2 separate regions of the Oryctolagus cuniculus genome follow, and region 2 is linked to region 1. Evidence: chromatin contacts called from public Micro-C data. All regions are on one chromosome and are shown on one strand. Each heading gives the region's core, a stretch centred on a gene start, on an enhancer-like site or on the middle of the called end of the contact. The rest is flanking DNA. Distances are from core to core; before and after follow the strand shown.

The links. A called contact is a pair of places that touch in the nucleus more often than the background predicts.
Region 2: a contact with region 1 is called in a Micro-C map of ear pinna, with 8 times the contacts expected there. The contact joins the promoter of VARS2 here to the enhancer-like site in region 1. A contact is called at or near these places in 3 of 6 Hi-C or Micro-C datasets (ear pinna, psoas muscle and an unstated tissue).

The regions. Positions count from the first base shown.
Region 1 is chr5:139,394,184-139,399,200 of mOryCun1.1, reverse strand. No RefSeq gene overlaps it. Among named protein-coding and RNA genes, the nearest start is that of MUC22, 15 kb to the left of the region's middle. Within about 2 kb of position 3,525, at least 5 of the 8 cell types and tissues checked have an H3K27ac peak or open chromatin away from gene starts, as enhancers often do. A contact at or near this core is called in ear pinna, where this site is marked.
Region 2 is chr5:139,552,022-139,557,023 of mOryCun1.1, reverse strand. VARS2 (valyl-tRNA synthetase 2, mitochondrial) reads left to right here and starts at 2,892. Exons shown (of 30, transcript XM_051854872.2): 1 at 2,892-3,017; 2 at 3,460-3,691; 3 at 3,794-3,875; 4 at 3,972-4,072; 5 at 4,335-4,456; 6 at 4,538-4,604; 7 at 4,693-4,790. The coding sequence starts at 3,488. It overlaps GTF2H4 (general transcription factor IIH subunit 4), which reads left to right. Exons shown (of 14, transcript XM_051854875.2): 6 at 1-16; 7 at 231-342; 8 at 466-534; 9 at 717-800; 10 at 1,019-1,151; 11 at 1,321-1,451; 12 at 1,979-2,026; 13 at 2,145-2,223; 14 at 2,486-2,759. The coding sequence ends at 2,658.

The DNA.
Region 1 (5,017 bases), core at 2,276-4,775:
ACAGGGACCTTGAGGGTGATATAGGAAACAGAGTTGCATTGGGTAACCGTGTGCCTCGCCCAGTCTGGGTCACACATCACCCCCCCACCTCAGTTCAGAATATGGATTTGCGTGTGGGGCGCTTGGTCCCTCCCTGTAGCGCTGTTGAGGTGGAGGGACCTTTAAGAGGAGGGGTCTGGAGGGAGGTCCTTAGGTCACTGGGGGAGCTTCTCCTAGAAGGGAGTTGCTATAGGAGTTGAGCTTGACCCTGAGTCACTCTCCTGATTGAGGAGGTGACCCTTCCTCTCACACCCCCTCCCGCCATCCTGACCTCATCAGCACCTGGACCCTCCCTCCACCCCCTCCGCACCGGGCCACTAGGTCGGAACCTTTCAGTCTGCAAGCTGTGAGCTAAACAAACCTCTTTACAGTTAGCCTGCCTCAGGAACTCGGTTACAGTAACGAAAAGCGGCCTAGGACGCCCCTGGTGGCGTGTCATGCTTCAGCAGGCTGCACTCTTTCTTTTTTAGTGCGACAGAAAGAATGGTGTATTTTTTTTTAAAGATTTGTTTATTTATTTGAAAGTCAGAGTTACACAAAGAGAGGAGAGGCACAGAGAGAGAGAGAGAGAGGTCTTCCATCACTGGTTTACTCCCCAATTGGCCACAATGGCCAGAGCTGCCCCCATCCAAAGCCAGGAGCCAGGAGCTTCTTCCAGGTCTCCCACATGCGTATAGGAGCCCAAGGACTTGGGCCATCTTCTACTGCTTTCCCAGGCCATAGTAGAGAGCTAGATCGGAAGTGGAACAGCCGGGACTCGAACCGGTGCCCACATGGTATGCCGGCACTGCAGGCGGCAGCTTTACCCGCTGTGCCACAGCAGCGGCCCTGAATGGTGCATTTTATACTCAATGTCTTAGATTCAATGAAAGACATATTTTGGAATAAATGACCACATGCTTTCTTTTGGTGCTGTTCCTTCTGTTTGGTCTTGCTTGGCAACACAAAGAAATTAAGATTCATGAGTGTCCGGTGTGTGCCAGGGACTCAGCTGGGAGCAGAGGAAGCAGACGAGCAGACCAGGACAAGCAAGCCGGCAACTGGAGGATAATGTGCTGAGTGCTGAGTGCTGAGAGCTGTAATGGAGGGACCTGGAGGCCAGGCAGGGACCCCGCTCGGCCCGTGCAGACTCCAGGAAGCTCCCGGAGGCTGCGGTAACGGACCTGAGACTCACTTACGGAACACTTGGTGCTGCTTTCACACCGGCTCTGCCAGGCAGGAAAACCAGCTGTCTTAGCAAGCAATGCGAAGTCTGAGGCTCAGAGAAATTAAATAAATGGCCTCCCACATCGTACCGAGGCTAGATGGCAGTGCAGGTTGGGGAGGTGAAGTCAGACTGAGGTCTTCCGCTCCGGAATCATTCACTTTTTGCCTCATTTGAGCTGAGTGTCAAATGATGAGCAAATGCATGGCAACCTCTTCATAGAAGCAACTCACGGGTGTTTAAAATAGTTGTTCTTTATGCTTGCAGAGGCAGGCTCTGCGACCTTCCTTTTCATCTGCTTTGGGATTTGAGCCAAACAAGACCCAGTCACAGTCCCCATTCCTGGAGAGCACCCAGTCTGAAAACAGGCTGAAGACACAGAGAGGGACCATCCTTGTGCCTACAGCAGGTGGCTGGAAACACGAGGGTACTGCAAAAGGCTTACAGAATGAGGGGATTAAAAGACAAGTTTACTGGGGCTCGTCCTATGGCGCAGTGGGCTGAAGCTCCAGCCTGCAGCGCCAGCATCCCATATGGGTGCTGGTTCGAGTCCTGACTGTTCTACTTCTGACCCAGCTCCCTGTTAATGAGTCTGAGAAAGCAGTCATGTGGGAGACTGGGAAGAAGCTCCTGGCTCCTGGTTTCGGGTTGGTCAGGCTCCAGCCATTGCAGCCCTTTGGGGAGTGGACCAGTGGATGGAAGGTCTCTTTCCCTGTCTCTGCTTCTGCCTCTCAAATAAATAAATAAATATTTTTTAAAATTTAATCATTTATTTGAGAGGTAGAGTTACAGAGAGAGAGAGAGAGAGAGAGAGAGAGACAGAGACAGAGAGGTCTTTCATCTGCTGGTTCACTCCCCCAGTGGCCACAATGGCCAGAGCCTGACCAATCTGAAGCCAGGAGCCAGGAGCTTCTTCCTGGTCTCCCACATGGGTGCAGGGTTCCTAGTGCTTGGGCCATCTACTGCTTTCCAAGCCATAGCAGGGAGCTGGATCAGACGGGACTTGAACCAGCACCCATATGGGATGGTGCCACAAGCAGAGGCTTAGCCTACTAGCCACAGCGCCGGCCCCTCCAATAGCGTTTCAGGTTTTTTTTGTTTGTTTGTGTTTTTTTTTTGTTTTTTTTTTGTTTTTGTGTGTGTGTGGTTTTTTTTTTTTTTTTTTTTTTTTTTTTTTTTTTTTTTTTTGCCAGGCAGAGTTAGACAGTGAGAGAGAGAGACAGAGAGAGTTATAGACAGTGAGAGAGAGAGACAAAGATCTCCCCTAACAGCCACTACGGCTGCCACTGCAGCCAGGAGCCGGGTACTTCCTCCCGGTCTCCCATGCGGGTGTGGGGCCCAAGGACTTGGGCCATCCTCCACTGCCCTCCCGGGCCACAGCAGAGAGCTGGACTGGAAGAGGAGCCACCCGGACTAGAACCTGGCGCCCCAACCGGGACTAGAACCCGGGGTGCCGGCACCACAGGAGGAGGATTAGCCAAGTGAGCCACGGCGCTGGCCCGTTTTATCAGTTTTGACACCTATGATACCTATCTGCCTTCACTAGCAAGCTCTGCTTTTAAGAATGCCACATCTCAGGTCCCACCCTCAAAGAATTTGAAGACAGGACGCCAACAAGGTGCTCTATTTCTAACTTAGAATCCCGCCCAAAGGTCTTGAGGAAACAGCCTTGAGTCAAGCCTGCTTCGAAGCGCTGTGATTCCCCACACCCCGGGAGTTTGCCAGCGTGTACGCGCACGAGGAGGGGAGGGGCAGTGATGACTCACGTAACCGCGCCCCGTGCACAGGCCGGTACAGAGGGAATTCCAGGCGAGCGAGTCAGCATCGGCAGCTCCGAACACAGGGTGCAGAGCCAGAGGCACGACTCGCAGAAGTTCATGGGGACTGCCCAACGCCCCGCGGCCCCTTCGGGATGTGTTCCCTTAGCGTCAGCGAAGCCAAGCGCCGCCCCCAGGGAGTGTCTCCCGCAGAGACCACGGCAGGCCCGGTGTCGCCCTGTTCCGATTAGCAGTCACCCCCCGTGCCTAGCCGCCTGCACTTGACGCCCAGTTCGTGAGTGGAGCTGAGCGAGAATGCAGAGCTGGATTCTGAATCACAGACGCTGCAAATTGTCTAAGAAGCAAACACCAGGAAATGTCACGAGTGGTGAAAACCCGCCAGTGGAAAAATATGGATATGGTACCCTTGTTAAATGGACAGGATTGGGGATCTTTATTAGAATACATAGTCAGCTTGCAAAAGGAGCTGTGTAGGGGCAGGTGCAGTGGCCGCCAGCGAAACTATGGAAACCGTATCCATGGCAACAAACGGCCTGGTCGGTTGAGAGCCGGGACTGCCGGCGTCTACCCGAGGCAGTGTCTTGCTGCGCCCCCTGGTGGTGGCGCCTGGGCAGCGGCCCGTGGAGCGAGGCGCGCCCCTCCCGGGAACCGATCGCGCTCCTTAGCCGAGGCTGGGGGCCGCGCACCCAGTGCTCTCCGGCACCCAGGCACCCGCCTTGTCCTCACTCCAGGATCCACTTGCCGGAAACCTGCCACTGCTTTAGGCACAGCTAAAAAAGGAAAGCACAGTGAAGCGAACCGGTGGAAGCAGCGACTGTCAGGGCGCCCTCAGGTGACAGGCGCCCAGTGGGAAAACAGCGACACGATTTCTCCGTGAGCCGCGGGCCACTTCTGCAGACATCTCTCATTGAGGAAGCCCGCGGCTGCCCCTTCACCGGCTCGTGCTTGCTAGCCGCACAGCAGCGCTGCCCTAGCGCCGCACGGAGCGCAAGGGGCCTGCCCCGGGGGCTTGTCCCCGTGACTAGGGGTTTCCCCTGACGTCCTGGACCTCAGTGATGCTTTGACCCTGAGTAGGTTCAGAACGAACACTGACGCCAGATAATGTGTTTGAAAACCCAGGTTCTAACCAGGTATTGTCCTTTAATGGAATCTCTCTCTCCCCCTCTCTTCCCCTAAGATTACCCATTCATTAAGAGGATATCTCCCATTGATTGCCTGTCTTGCCTAGATCATGGTTCAATCAGGAAATAGCTACTTTTTTTCCCATAGTGCAGCCCTCAAACCATATGCAATGTCAATCAAAATAGCCAAGTAGCTATGGAAACAGCCCATGTGGCCATCAGCGGTCCTGGCCTTGCTTCCCACCTTTGGATTGAGAAAGTTCCAGAGTTTTCTTTTCTCCTCACTGTTATGTGTTAATCATGATTATTATATATGTATGTGTGTGTGTGAATTTTTTACACTAAAATAAACTTATCTTTTAATTCCATTTTCCTTTTCTTTTTTTTTTTGTTTTTTATTTTTGGCAGGCAGAGTGGACAGTGAGAGAGAGAGACAGAGAGAAAGGTCTTCCTTTTGCCGTTGGTTCACCCCCCAATGGCCGCCGCGGCCGGTGCACCGCGCTGATCCGAAGCCAGGAGCCAGGTGCTTCTCCTGGTCTCCCATGGGGTGCAGGGCCCAGGCACTTGGGTCATCCTCCACTACACTCCCTGGCCACAGCAGAGAGCTGGCCTGGAAGAGGGGCAACCAGGGCAGAATCCGGCGCCCCAACCGGGTCTGGAACCCGGTGTGCCGGCGCTGCAAGGCGGACGATTAGCCTGTTGAGCCGCGGCGCCGGCCAAATTCCATTTTTCCACAAACTTTTTGAAATACCTGCACACACGTCTGATGCAGGGACAGAGTTTAGGGAACTTAGAGGCAAGAAAACTGACCACTTCTCATAGAATAACCTGGAAAATATTCTTTAACCCTGCTGGAGTATTGTTGGTCAGAGTCG
Region 2 (5,002 bases), core at 1,643-4,142, 160 kb before region 1:
CTGGGCTCATGAAGAGGTGAGCAAGCTGGAGGTAACGCGACTCCCTGCTCTGCCGTCTCTTTGGGTCCTTGGTAAATGGTGTCTGGAGTGGGACCAGGTTCGAGGGAGTTGACTGCAAAAGCAGAGCTGGGTCCAGCAGAGCCTAAAGACACCAGGCGGGAACCGGAGAGCGCTGCTGGCGGTGACGGTCCTTCCCTGCCTGTCCCCATCACTGCCCCCTGCGTCTCTAGTGCCGAGCCAGGAGAGCCCCCCTGCATTACCTCCGCCGGCTTCCAGTTCCTGCTGCTGGACACGCCCGCCCAGCTCTGGTACTTTATGCTGCAGTATCTGCAGACCGCCCAGGTGAGGAGGCCTGGGGCCCACCCCCCGCTCGCTCTGCCCAAGAGTCTGCCGCCCACACCGGTCTTCCCCTGCTCACACCTGCTCCCTCCTAGCTCTCTTCCTTGTCCCCCCTCCTCTCCCTAGAGCCGGGGCATGGACCTCGTGGAGATTCTCTCCTTCCTGTTCCAGCTCAGCTTCTCTACTCTGGGCAAGGTAAGCCAGGGGCCGAGGCGGGGAGGCGGGGGTGGCAGCAGGCTGTGGGCCGTGCAGCGAGAGCGTAAGAAGCAGAGTGCACGCCGGGTGACCAGACGTGGGGCAAGGAAGGAGGAGGAAGGGTGACGGGCTGGGCTGGGAAGGGTGCTGTGGACGCCGCCGGCCACTGTCTTTTCCTCCAGGATTACTCTGTGGAGGGTATGAGTGACTCCCTGCTGAACTTCCTGCAACATCTGCGTGAATTTGGCCTCGTCTTCCAGAGAAAGGTGTGAGCACCCCGGCCCAGGCCTTCTGGGGAGGAAGCAGGGTGCTGTGTCACCTTGGCCTGCGAGAAGAAGCGGGGGTTCCAGGGCAGAGGCTGGAAGCAGTTGGGTCCATTGGGGGAGAGGAGTTGGGCCTTGAGATTCTGTGTACAGATGGGAGCTGACGTCTCAGAATAGGAAGTGGGGCGGTGACACCTGACACAGGGCCTCTGCCTTTCCAGAGGAAGTCCCGGCGCTACTACCCCACGCGCCTGGCCATCAATCTCTCATCTGGCGTCTCTGGGGCTGGGGGCACTGTGCACCAGCCGGGCTTCATTGTTGTGGAAACCAACTACCGGCTGTATGCCTACACAGGTGAGGCTGGGCGAGGGCCCCTGGAGAGCAGGCTGGGAGGGTGCAGGAATGCGTCTGTGTTCACGGTCACTGGGCAGTGCATGGAGCTCTCGGCCACGTCTTGTCACACTGGAGGGACGAGCGTGCCCGGGAGCCGGGGCCTCACCCGCTTGTCCTCTCCCTGCGTCAGAGTCGGAGCTGCAGATCGCGCTGATCGCCCTCTTCTCCGAGATGCTCTATCGCTTCCCCAACATGGTGGTGGCGCAGGTGACCCGGGAGAGCGTGCAGCAGGCCATTGCCAGCGGCATCACGGCCCAGCAGGTATCCCCGGCACTGGGTCTGGGACAACAGGCAGTGGTGCGGTGTGTGAGCAGAGCGCTGGGCACGCGAGGCGAAGTCCAGCCTGCAGGAGTGGGAACGGGCAGACCCCTCGGGGGAGAACACAGAGGGACTTGTGTCTCGGCACCACTGCCTGGCCGCGGGGGCTGGGCTTGCTCTCTCCTCCCTGATTCCTCTTCTGGTGAGTGACAGCTCTCACCTCCCTGGGCTGCTGGGAGCACTCAGCAGGAGAGCAGAGCTAAAGCATTAAGCTCAGAGCCTGCCTAGCAGTAAGTTGATCAAAAAGTAGTAGCTGTGGCTATTTTAAAGAAAAAAACAAGTTAATGGAAAGGGCAGACTGCAGACTTGACCAATAGAGAGGCTGTGGGCGGTGCAGTAAGGGTAACAACAGGTGAACAGGGGTGGGCGGAGCCGACAACAGGGAGGTGGCCCTGGGGCTTTCTAGAGAGAGCGGCTGTGCTCTGGCGACAGTAGGTTCAAGCCCTCTCGCCATTCTTGTCTGTTCTCAGATAATCCACTTCCTAAGGACAAGGGCCCACCCAGTGATGCTCAAACAGGTAAACACAGGCACCCTGGGCACTTGGCAGTGAGATGGCGGGAGAAGTCCCCCCAACCTGGGGACCAAGTGCAGGGCCAGTGTCCCTGAAACCCCTCAGCCAACTGTTGTCCCCGCAGACCCCCGTGCTGCCCCCCACCATCACGGACCAGATTCGCCTGTGGGAGCTGGAAAGGGACAGGCTGCGGTTCACGGAGGGTGAGTGGCGCTGGGCACCGGCATGAGGGACGGCAGGCAGTTCAGCCTTGACGGGCTGAAGAGTTCTCCACGCATGTCACCTTGTGTTTCCTGCACGGAAAGCTGGCAGGCCACTTGATTTTGGGGCAAGCGGGCACTAGTCAGTAGACGTCCCCAGTCAGGGCAGTCTGGATTTTGTGGGAGCTGGGCACACACTAGTGTCAGGCTGCCACGGGGGGGACCCCCGCCTCACGTGCTCGCCCTCCGCTCCTGCGCACCCCAGGCGTCCTGTACAACCAGTTCCTGTCGCAAGTGGACTTCGAGCTGCTGCTGGCCCACGCGCGGGAGCTGGGCGTGCTGGTTTTCGAGAACTCGGCCAAGCGGCTCATGGTGGTGACCCCGGCTGGGCACAGCGACGTCAAGCGCTTCTGGAAGCGGCAGAAGCACAGCTCCTGACCGGACGCGGGCGGGCGGCGGGCGGGGCGGCCCCACAACTCAGGTGTTTTTTTTTATTTATGCATCGGGACTTTTCTTGTTCAATAAAATCGTGAAAGTGAGCCCCTTGGTCCCGCGCGCCTCTCTGCAAGCCTTCGCCTGTTCCCGGCGGCGAACTCGCTCCTCTCGCGCCGGCAGCCATTGGACGCGGCGGCGGTGGGGGGCGGGGCCGAGGGAGTGGCCGTGCACGCGCAGTGCGTGAGGGGCGGGCGGTCTCTGCGCGCAGCGTGATCGCCGGCCTGCTTCCAGGGCCAGCTTCGCTGGTGCCCCGCGTCCCTGCCGCCGCCGCGGGGCGCCCTGGGATAGCGGCGGGGTCGCCGGTGAGCGCGCGCCGGGGCGGCCCGGGGGAGGTGGGAGGGGCTGCGGGGCCGGGGCTCACGGGGAGGGGTGGCCGGGCCGCGCGGGCCGGGGACGCTGCGGGCGGAGACCGCGGTGGGCCCCCTAGGGCGGCTTGTAGGCGCTGCTGGCCATCGTCTCCCCGAATCCCCGAGTCTTGCCCCTCCGCCATGTCGCAGAGAGGCGTGGGCGCGGGGAGAGAGACTCAGACCTTGCCCGACACGAGCCCGGGTCTCCGGGGGCCAGGCCGCTGGCCCTGTCTATACCACGCGCTCTCGTCCACCGGCGGGAGGCGTGGTGTTGGAAAATACTTAGGAAAACTGGTGCGAGCGCGAGGCTTGCAGTGAGGGCTGGGGGCGTGGCCCGGGGGCTGTGCCGCTCCCCGACTCCCGCACCCTCTTCACGTGCGCCGTCTCTCCGGAACAGATCTTGACCCCTCTCCAGACAACTCCCGATGCCTCATTTGCCTCTGGCCTCTCTGAGACCCTCGCTCTGGGGTCTGAGGCCCCCACGGGGCCTCCGCAGCCTCCATCCCCTTTCTACACAGTCAGAGCCCCATCATGGACCTCCCGTCTCCCGGAGGAACCGAGAGGCCAAACAGAAGCGCCTGCGGGAGAGGCAGGCGGCGCTGGAGGCCGGGACAGCCGGGAAGGGCCAGGTTAGGGGTGGAGCACCTTGACCCCAGGCCCCTGAGACGGGTGGGAGGGGGCTAGAGGAGGCTGGGCCGGGATTCCAAGCCCCTCCTGCTGCCTCCTTTCAGTCACCTGCAGAACCCAGGAAGGCCTGGAGCCCTAAGGAGGTGGTGCTGTATGAAGTCCCTACGGAGCCCGGGGAGAAGAAAGGTAACGGTGGCGTGCAGATTCGGCTCTCCCGCTGTCGCCAAGGTGCAGCCGGGAAGGAAGTTCAGGAGGTAGTGGAGCTCTCCTCTGCTTCCACAGATGTGTCGGGGCCCCTGCCTGCTGCCTACAGCCCTTGCTACGTCGAGGCTGCCTGGTACTCGTGGTGGGAGCGAGAGGGCTTCTTCAAACCAGAATATCAGGTGAATACCTGGGAGGGAGTGGTGCTCAGTGGTCCCTGAGCAGGACAGGAGCCTCTGAGTCCCGCTCGCCCCGTCCAGCTTGTCTGCTTCAAGCCTGTGGTGTCCTGCAGATTTCCCTTGGCAGGTTCCTCCTCCCTTCCCCGTCTTTCCTGTTAGCTGCAGGGCAGTTCCCTAAGATGCTGTCTGCCTTGAAGACGCCAGAGGGTGCTGTTCCCCCAGCGAACGGCCACCCTCTCTTGCCTTTGCCTCTGCCTCCTCCTAGGCCCAGATGCCCCAGACCACAGGGGAGACGTTTTCCATGTGTATCCCGCCCCCCAATGTCACTGGGTCCCTGCACATCGGCCACGCACTCACGGTGGCCATAGAGGATGCCCTCGTGCGCTGGTGAGAGGGGCGTTCCCGGAGGGGCTGTGGACCGTGGGCGGATGGGTGCCCAGGGCTCAGGCCAGGATGCTTCTGTTGCAGGCACCGCATGCGAGGGGATCGGGTGCTCTGGGTCCCTGGCTCCGATCACGCAGGAATTGCTACACAAGTAGGCCCTGTCCCCGCTCCCTTCTCGGGTGAAGACGGTCTCTTCCCCACAGAGGAGCCTCATTCTGTACCTGCTCCTGATCCTGCAGGCTGTGGTGGAGAAGCGGCTGTGGACGGAGCGGGGAGTGAGGAGACACGAGCTGGGCCGGGAGGACTTCCTCAAGGCCGTGTGGCAGTGGAAGGCGGCGTGAGTGCCAGGCAGGGCTGCAGGGGCTGGGATGCCAGGCTGCGGCCCTGCTTCCCGTCGCTTACTCTCTTACCTTAGAGTTCTCAGCTCGTCCCAGGGCGGCCCCACCCTCCCTGGGGACAGGCGCTGGAGCCCCTTAGCACGTGGTGGTGTCTGCAGGCCTCGTACGAGTGTGTGTGCACGCTGCGTGTCAGAATGTCTGCTCCTGTATG